2 separate regions of the Mus musculus genome follow, and region 1 is linked to region 2. The links are chromatin contacts, called in public promoter capture Hi-C maps. All regions are on one chromosome and are shown on one strand. Each heading gives the region's core, a stretch centred on a gene start, on an enhancer-like site or on the middle of the called end of the contact. The rest is flanking DNA. Distances are from core to core; before and after follow the strand shown.

What was found. Promoter capture Hi-C pulls out the DNA fragments that hold promoters and counts their contacts.
Region 1: a contact with region 2 is called in a promoter capture Hi-C map of pre-B cells, with 2.4 times the contacts expected there. The contact joins the promoter of Dkc1 here to the promoter of Haus7 in region 2. A contact is called at or near these places in 2 of 39 promoter capture datasets (erythroid cells and pre-B cells) and 2 of 9 other capture datasets (adipose tissue and liver).

What each region holds. Positions count from the first base shown.
Region 1 is chrX:75,093,282-75,098,200 of GRCm38.p6, forward strand. Dkc1 (dyskeratosis congenita 1, dyskerin) reads left to right here and starts at 2,573. Exons shown (of 15, transcript NM_001030307.2): 1 at 2,573-2,846; 2 at 3,553-3,620; 3 at 4,002-4,088. The coding sequence starts at 2,831.
Region 2 is chrX:73,456,914-73,462,049 of GRCm38.p6, forward strand. Haus7 (HAUS augmin-like complex, subunit 7) reads right to left here and starts at 2,116. Exons shown (of 10, transcript NM_028633.3): 1 at 1,922-2,116; 2 at 1,061-1,176. The coding sequence starts at 2,026.

The DNA of each region.
Region 1 (4,919 bases), core at 1,323-3,822, 1.6 Mb after region 2:
TAATTCCAGCTTGTGTCAAGTTGACACATAAAACAATGTACTAGCCAGTACAATATACTAACAAAACACATACTTTTTGTTTTAGTTTGTTTTGTTTTCTTTTTTTGTTTGTTTTTTGTTGTTGTTGTTTTTGGTTTTGGGTTTTTTTGTTTGTTTGGTTTTTGTTTTTTTTCGAGAAAGGGTTTCTCTGTATAGCCCTGGCTGTCCTGGAACTCACTTTGTAGACCAGGCTGGCCTTGAACTCAGAAATCCGCCTGCCTCTGCCTCCCGAGTGCTGGGATTAAAGGGGTGTGCCACCACGCCCCGCTCAAATCAGGATTTTTGTATGTAGTCCTGGCTGTCCTGGAACTAGCTCTATAGACCAGTCTGGCCTTGAACTCAAGCTCTGCCTGCCTTTTGGATTAAAGGCATTCATCACTAAACTAGGCTAAAACACTTTCTTAAATCAATGCTTATTGCTGGGCAGTGGTGACACATGCCTTTAATCCCATATATATGGGATTATATATATATATGTATATATATATATATATATATATATAGTAGAATTTTATTCAGCCTTAAGGAAGGATGAAATGGAATTGAGCCATTAGCAGGAAAATTGATGAAACTAGAGAGCATCAGGTGTTAAGATACTTTTCTTGGCACACAGATAGGATGAGGGTCCATGACTAGCAACAAAAGTGTTAAATTTCCAAGATGGCTTGTTTTCTTCCTCACACTCCTGATTTGAGACAAAGGCCTAGCAGTATAAAACAAAAGCCCTGTAAGCCTTTGTCTTCCACCTGTGAGACCCTGCTGGTGAACTAGCTCAACAAATTCAAGGCTGGTTCAGGGCTTGCTACAAAACAGTAGGCTAATCAACCACTCTATCTTTCTTCAAACTGACCAACCCTAAATTAGGAGAGGGAAACTTCAGAGACTTAAATCCCTAATCTTTGAGAAGAGACTGGATTTTTTGTTTTCCTGTGCAGAGACACACATTTACAAACTCTTAAGATTGTTTTCAAACACATTTTTTTTTCTCCTGCAGCTTCTAGGTTTTTAAATTGTGTCCTGGGGCAAAGCAGAGGTTAACTCTTGGCTTAAGAAAATCTGTCTGAGGGGAATGAACTTTTCTTTCTTTGCTCTCATCCATCACTCACTCACTCACTCACTCACTCACTCACTCACACTTCACTGTTGAACCTTATCATCAACCCTTAAAAAGTATTTTAAGCATAAACAGGACCTAAGTTTAATGATACTTTCAGGCTGCTTATTAAGACAATCTAGGGAAAGTAGAAAAAGTTGGGACTTCAGGAAGCTACTGGAGAAATAGAGACATTATAATGATGGTTAGAGAAGTAAGAGTGAAGAAAAATCCACGGGTTCTGGAACTCTCCGAAAGCAAAATCTCTCCAAAAAGATTTGAGCATAGAGATACAGGACAAAGATGAAGGCACTGGACAAATGGCAAATGAGTACTTCAGATTTACTCACCCTATTAATTATCACTGGAGCATTATAAAATAACATTTAATTCTAAGGGTCTTATCTGTTAATAGTCAATTCTGATCATTACCACTATTAGCAAAATGAATTCCATAAAGACATAAAAACCCATTGTAAGTCATAGTAAAAAAGAAAAAAAAAACAGAAAAAAAAACTGAAAAAATCTGATTTTAGCATTGTAGATCAGAAGAAAAAGAATACTATTTTTTTTTTTTTTGTCAGCAACAACTAACTGGAAAACTATTGGCAAATGATTCCATCTACAATGAAGATAACTAATGATCTATCAAATTCACTAGATATGGGTTATGAATCCAGAAAGCCAAAAGAATCTACAGAGGTAGAATAGGAAACAGGGTGAAGGAGGATATTCCAGAGATCTTATCTCAAAGGCAGTAGCTCGGATTAACAGCCAGAAGACTCTACCCGACAAAAGTCAGGGCTCAATCCTAGAGCTGTTACTTTCTGGCTGTTACATTATCTCAGCCACTAGAGCTCTGCACTTGATGTCCAGGCTGTGGAATTCGAACTTAAGTGTACAGGTTAAGTGTGAAACACACTGGAAAAAAACTTCATACAGAAAAAAGCAAAACATTACACACTGCTGCATATTGCTTCCGTATTAAAATAACATGCCAGATCCGCAGGGTTATGTAAAATTAACTACCAGAATCACTTTCAACCTTTTTAGTTTGATGTAGCTGCTAGAAAATTTAAAAGTTTACACGAGGCTTGCACTCAATTCCTATTGGCCAATACAGCCATAACTTAATAGGAATTTCAAGGAGTAAACAGCTTTCACTTTGACACTGTGTACCTCAATGTCTTTTTCAATTGAAACTGACATGATAGCAAGCAAAAAAATGTCTGTTTGAGTTAAAACCAGCTATTTATAGCGCGCTAAGAAGGATGTCCAAGTGCTGAAGCTGAAGCTAGACTGGAGGAGGGTACAGTACAGCCCACCCGCTGTAGTCTGTTACTGCAGAAGCCTGGCCAAGGTTCCAAGGCGCTCTGCCAAGGGTTGGCAGTGTGGGGTTGGGGTGGGGAGGAGTGAGGGGGAGCTTCCAGGCGCATGTGCGGTCACACCTCCGTGGCCGAATCAGCCAATGGGATTGAGTAGACAGTCCGCGGGTTCGTAGAGATTCCTGCCCCCGTACCCCGTCCTGTCCTCCTCCTCCTCCTCCTCTTCTCTACGTCCCTTTTTTATATCAGCAAGCTAGGGGCGGTGCAACGGTGGGCGGGTCCTAATGACGTGCCCGGACGGGTCTCACACCATAGGAGTCTACAGTTCTTAGTTTGTGGCGGCTTGGGCGGGACGCACGCGGTGCAGTTCAAGATGGCGGATGCAGAAGGTAAGAGGTTCTGGTGGCAGTGCCATGAGACCTGTGGGGCCTCCTACACGACCCGGAGCTAGTTATAGTGAGATTGCATCGTGACCCGCGGTTCCCCGTGTTCCCGCTCGCAGTTTGGCTGTCTCACCACTCGGCTCTGGCTCTACCTGTGAATGCACGCATTCGTGACCAGTGACTAGGCTTCATTAGATCCTGGCTTCGTGCAAAAGATTCTACCAGGGTCCCCTCCCAAAGGCATCAGCCGTGGAGGCGACTGTGTCGTGATAAGGAGACGCGGTAGCATTTCTGCTGGCACTAGGCAGGACATTATGGAAATGAGGGTAGCAAAGGTGCAGAGCAAGGGTTAGGAAGGAAAGGAACAGAGGAGTTGGAAGCAAGTGTAACTCAGACCTACAAGAAAAACTTTAAGAGATCACAAGCCCCTATGGACAGTGCAGTGTTCGTTTGTGAAACTTTCCAGCCTGTGGACAAGTGCTTCCCTAAGTAATATTTGGCCTTGCCACAGCCACGTGGAGAACCCGAAGGGAAGCCAACACGTGCTAGAGTCATTTACCAGCCAAGCCATCCTAGTGTTTGGCCTCACAAACGTAAGTTCTCTCCAGTAATGTCAGACTTTAAAATGTTTTCTTTGTCCCGATTTTAGAGTTAATTTTAAACTTTGGTTTTAGTTTTCAAAATCTTCAAATATTGAGTTTGTTTCTTGTAGTAATTACATTCCCAAAGAAGCATAAGAAGAAAAAAGACCGGAAGCCATTACAAGAAGATGATGTTGCCGTGAGTAGAAATTTACTTTGCTTCGACTGATTGAGATAATTTAGTAAACAGCACATTAAAGGGGGAAAGTGCTTTTAAATATTCTCAATCAATATGCTAGTACTTAGTGGTCATTATGTAGAACGGGCAAAAACCTGAAATCATACAACTCCCAGAGAAATTTTCTAACATGCATGGCATGCTAAATGGTGAGCTATTGACCCTGAATTTCTCTGCCTTACTCCATCAGCAGACCCATGGTTTTGTTAAAATATTTGGATTCAACTTGATCTTCCTAAAGTTGAGTGACCTGGGTTTCAGAAATCACACCCCTCCTTTCCTCTTGTTTAAAAGGCATGCACTTCCAAAATTAAGCTGAGAAATGTTTCTGCTCTATTGAAGGAAATACAACATGCTGAAGAATTTCTTATCAAACCAGAATCTAAAGTGGCTCAATTAGACACTTCTCAGTGGCCCTTGTTACTAAAGGTATGTTTTCTGTGTATCAGATGGATGCTTGAATTCCATATTATTTCTAGTTAATGCTTACTGCTGGGGTGTTGTGTTGCATGCTCTTTATTCCAGTGGGCCAGGCAAGCCTAGTTTACATAAAGAGACCCTGTCTCAAAAAAGGAATGCTCACTGCCAGCATAGTTTACATTTAGAAAACTTTAAATGATGTAGCATGGAATATAGTATGTCACCAAAATGTCAATTGCTGTTAGGTTTTAGACAATTGCACTTTTGAAATCAACTCCTGTAGACTGTTTCAGTGCCTAAGAACATGGGGTTTTGAAGCCAGACGCCTTTGAAATAAGAGTATATGTGATCCTAGGCCACTTTTTTTTTTAACAATTATTTCTTTTATGTGAGTATATTGTAACTGTCTTCAGACACACCAGAAGAGGAGGGCATTGGATCCCATTACAGATGGTTGTGAGCCACCATGTGGTTGCTGGGAATTGAACTCGGGACCTCTGGAAGAACAGTCAGTACTCTTAACTGTTGAGCCATCTCCCCAGCCATGGGCCAGTCTTTTAACCTCACTGAATCTATTAATTGCTCATGATTATTTTCTCTTAGGATGATGTGCAGGGAGTTATAGGAGGTATTCTATGAAGCATGCTTAGTTTACGGTTGCATGTCATAGAAATTATAGGTTATTATTTAGGGATTTAATTAGTGATATTGAGTAACCCATTGAACTAAAATTTATAATTTTCACAAAGTGGATACCAGCTATAAAGTTAAGACATCTAGCAAAGAAGATTTTAAAATATAAATTTAATATAAATTTTTATTTCATCGATTACAGTGTGT
Region 2 (5,136 bases), core at 866-3,365:
CATACAGAGGGTCCTGTGTTTTCTAATGCTGGTCTCTGAAAGCCTTGAGTCTTAGACCCACTCTTCCCTTAAAGGAATCTGAGGGAGGTAAATCTCAAGACCCCCATTGTTATGGTCTGATCTTCATACTAATAAAACTCAATGGGTGGAATAATAAGAAAAAAAGATTGTATGGAGGCTAGAAGCTTCCAGTACTAGGCCTAGGTTAGCAGACGGAGGAAGTAAGCCCATGAGATGACAATTACATCAGGTAAATAATAGTTACTTTTACAGAGAGATGAACCCATATATAGGCTCCCAGTCTTATTTTTAAAGAAGGTTTATTGCTACACCACCCATTCATTCCTGTACATGCTGCCTGCCTATGCTGCTGTTGTGCTACCCTGGCAAGACTGAGTTGGAACAGTAGCTGTCCCTTCATATAAAATGCCTTGCTGAGCTCTATTTTAAGACACTAGAAGGCCCCTATAGTAAAAGAAGCTCTGATGACTTGGCTGTGCAGCCCTGGCCTTCAGGGTTAAGCACACAGATAAGCTCAACAATGAGGCTCTCGAGTAAGCATCTGGCCTTGAGAGCTCCTAGCTGGACAGAACTGGTTCCACAGAAAACTGCAAGGAAAAACTCCAACAACTTCCATTCCACTGAAAAGGCCTAGGCTGTCCTAGAAGCACTGCCCTCAGGATGGACTAAGAAAAACCTCTGTTCTTTGCAAGTTGGGGTAGAAAAGAAGGGAAACAATCTAGAAGGCCCGTTTCTGTCACTGGGTTTCTGGGCAACGTCCCTCTCTGATCATCAGGTGCTGTCCAAGCTGACAGTAATCAGAGCTCAGTGACAAGAACCACATCATATAGCCTCAACACAATCAAAAGCCCAGGAGGCCTGGTGCAGAAAGGGCTTTCATTAAAGTCCATCTTGTACTGCCAGGGCCACCTCCCCACCATCTTGGTCATGGCTCAGTTAGCTTTCCTGGAGCTGGCTTGGTTATGGGACCCTCTAAAATGACACATTCCCATCTCCCCCAGAAGACACTTCATGGAAAGGAAAGAACAAAGAGCATTACCGTATACACATCCATTCCAGTATGTCCAACCGGTACTTTGAGGGCCTACACAGCAGCTCCATAATTGTCTTTGGTTCTGTAATATACAGGCCGTCGAGGAAGGGGCAGTTTACACCCTAAACAAGGAAAAGGCAAGTCAGAGGAAGCCGGTTACTGTGGGGTGGCTAAGCATTTCTATCAGTTTGTGCCCCTTCCTGGCCTTGTCAAAAGTTCAAGTCCCTCATCTTCACCCTACATTTGCTCCTGTGACTTGCTGCCCCACCACTTTTAAGTGTGTTCCCTCTGGGTTTCACGGCCATAAAACTAGGAACATGCCTGAGAATGGGTTAAGAAGACTACGATTAAATCTGAGGGGCAGTGGAGGGAGACTGAAAGTGATCACTGAGTCAGTAGCAAGGGGAGATGGGAGGGAGGTTAGCAAGGGGTTCAATGGGCCTGGGATAGCTCCCTAACTTTACACGGTCATGCTCCTCACTGCTGCATGTACCTTAAACCCACCTGGAGGTCACTGTCTCTGACCCAACAAAACGGCAAGGTGTTCAGCCCATCTGTCCCCTCAAACCCAACTCCACCCACTTCCAGCTCTTTGAGATTGGGGCCCGCGTTCTCCATTTTTCATGGGCTCCAAGTCCCCAGCCTCAATCTTGCAATGGTCTGTTGGAACAGCACGAGCAGAGGTCCGAGGACTCCAAAGACCTAAGACAGATGGTCCGCAAGTCGCCCCCCCCCCCAAAGCTTTGCCAGGGCCTGCCACTGTGGACCCCTGTGGTGCGGTCAATGTCCACAGGAAGCTCCAAATGGCACTGGGACGGGGCCCCACCTGGTCCCCTATCAAGGAGCGGTTCCCCTGGCTCACAGTACCTTCAGCTTCTCGAACACCTCTACAGCTGCCTTGACCACGCAGTCATCACCCACATCTTTGTAGTAGCTGTCATCAGACCCGGCACCGGCACCCTCCTCCGCCATGTTTCGCGCTCTGAACTACAACTGGTTCACGCCCCCCAAGCTTACAGGCCGCCGCCACACTGCTAAAAGCTCACCAGTTTCTTAGGTCTCTCCGCCCACCAACCCGCGCGGCAGGAGCGAAGCCAACCATCGGGACGGGCGTCACAAAGGCCCACCCTCTTTTCCAACAAGCCTTCCCATTGGGCTGCCGCTCTGTCACTGCCTGCGCGCACCTCAGGGAGCAGGGTGCAGAGAAGAGGGTTGGGCGAGGATAGGACAGAGGCGGGCTAAAGGCGGGGCTGGAGGGGAGAGGCAGAGAGGAGGAGGCGGGCCGAGTAGGACTTAACCAAAAGCTGAGTAGCTCCTTTTAGAGGCAGAAGTGAGGGACTCAAAGAGGTCGGGCTCATCCAGGAGGAGGCGCTCCTACCTTGTTCAGGTTCTCTTTGGCAGTAGATGGATCCTGACTGATGAAGGCAAGCTTTGATAGAAAAACTAAGACCATTTCTCGGCCCAAAGTTCTGTCTTGTCTCCTTTGCACACAAAGTCAGAGGGAAAGTTCTTAAATTCAAATCTGGCTCTGCCAATCACAGGCTGTGTGACTTTTGTTTTGGTTTGTGTGGTCTGTTTTGTTTGGAGAACTTTGAACCAGGATTTGGCTTTGTAGCCCAGACTGACTTCAAACTTGTGATCCTCCTGCCTCAGCCTTCAATGCACTGTGATAACAGGTAAGCATTACCACACCCAGAAAACTTTGGGCCAGTTACCTAACCTCTCTGTGCTTCCTTGCCCTCAAATAAATGTTGGATAATGAGAGCACCTACTTCATTGGTTTACAAATGAAGATGAAAAGAAGCAATCATTTCTATGAAATTCCTAAGGTGAAGTCTGACAGGTAAATGTTCATTGTTATCATTATGCTGACCAGGCCCCACATCTCCATCCTACCTTTGGCTTTCATGGATGCTCTTGTGTCTCATTCCCACTCAGTCCGCTTAAAAATCTCTCTGTAGCCGGTTGTGGCGGCACACGCCTGTAATCCCAGCACTTGGGAGGCAGAGGCAGGCGGATTTCTGAGTTTGAGACCAGCCTGGTCTACAGAGTGAGTTCCAGGACAGCCAGGGCTACACAGAGAAACCCAAGAAACCCTGTCTCAAAAAAAAAAAAAAAAAACTCTGTATCTCAGATTCAGTGAGAGGCCCTGTTTCAAAAAGTAAGATGTCTCAGCCATTAAGAAATCTTAATGGCTGGTGCTCTTGCAGAAGACCCAGGTTTAGTTCCCAGTACCCATGTGGCAGGTCACAACCAGCTATAACTCCTGTTCCAGAAGACCCAAAGCCCTCTTCTAAACTCCTTGAACACAGCATGCATATGGTGCATAGACATAAATGCAAATAAAGACGCATGCACATAAAAATAAATATTTAAAAATAATGTAGAGAACAACTGAAAAAGATACCCAACAATGACCTTTGGCCTGTATACTCTCACATACTCTTCCCATATATATGTGTGGGAACGCGCACACACACACACACACACACACACACACATAGGGAGAGTTGTTGCTAGCAGGCAACTGAAGTCCTCTAACTGGAGAGGTCTCTCAGTGGAATCCTGGAAGGAGGGAGTAGGCAAGAGCTTGGGGGTAACAGGAAAGGGCCCTCAGACTGGCCCTGCTGAGGAGCCAGGGCCTAATTCCTTATAATATCAAGCTCTTCAGAGCCTCCCAATTTCAGCTGAAAAAAATCTGAGTAGAGGAAGGCCTAGAAACTTGGTTCAGGGGCTCCATTCTTTGCAAAGTATTTAGTATTTCTATCCTCCACAAGGTTGCTGCGACCTCGGACCTTTTCTGGAATACAAGGGGAGAAGGGGCTTTTGGTTGCTTGTTTTCCATTTTACTTTCTGTTTGGTCAAGTTTTACTTTTTCCTGCCATTTTCTGTTTTTGTTTTTTCTTCCTTTAAAAAAAGAAGAAAATTTCATTTCAATCATGACCCAGACATTCAAATTCTTGTGGGTTTTTCCTGTGGATCTTTCCTAGGACTGGGGAATTTGGCGGGAGAAACCGCTGTAGTGTGGCTGCCTCCCTCCACCCTTCCCGTAGCCTCTGCTCCAGAATCTGCTCCTGAGGAACGGAAAAGAAACCAACCCCTGTGTATTCTGGAAGAAAATCCTCCTTCTCCACCCAGTCCCAGGGAGCCAAAGCACTGAGCAGGTCTTTCCCCAACTCAGCAACTTTCTCCTCAGCTCCAGGTTGGGCCTAGAGAAGCAGAGTCCATCCACAGAAACCGAGGAGGCCACAGCAGCAGGAGGGAGCCTACCTTCCTATTCAGTCATGGCACCTCCGCTGGAGACTAGGGCGGACATGTAGATTGTTGCGCGCGCTCAACTGGCCAGGAAGAACGACGCTGCTACAGGATCCTTCTGCACACGTTTATTCAGTCCTGATTCTTCTTGTTTATATCTCCCTTGTTTATATCTCCCTTGTTTTTATATCTCCCTTGTTTTTATATCTCCCCTGTTTTTATATCTCCCCCGAACCCTGGGCCTCTCACTCCTTTTATACTCTCTCTCATCCACGCACCGCAGGCCACGCCCCCTCGCCAGTCGTGAGGCTTCAGCTAATCAGGGCAGCAGGGGCAAATCTCCACCAAATTGGATTCACCTGTATCCTGGTACACCTGCGCAGCACTCAAGATGTTTGTGTCTTATATGAGGAAGTCAGGTGCAAGTCATATGACTTAGCTGCAGTCCCTGGCGCCTTTGGGACTGCCGCCACACCCGCTCCTAACATCTCCCCCTTTTTTCTTTTCTGGCAGAGAGAATGTCTGTAGATAGCCCCCCGCAGCCATGCCCCTTACCCGTCCTTGGGTGACAAACAGCATTGGTTTGATCCCTGTCTTAGGTTGGTGACATGCCCAGGGAGTCTTATCACTGACTACCTCTCTATTATGCCAAGCCACACCTGGGGAGATTGTGTTTTGCTTGCGGCAGGTGCATCAAAAGGCCAGGATGTTGATTAATCTATGGCCAGATCTTAATTGCTGCAAGCAAGCCTCATGGGTGAAGGTAGAGGTCTGATCCCCAGTGTGCAAGCATAGGGGCCCTACACAAAACCATCCCTTAGGCTCAT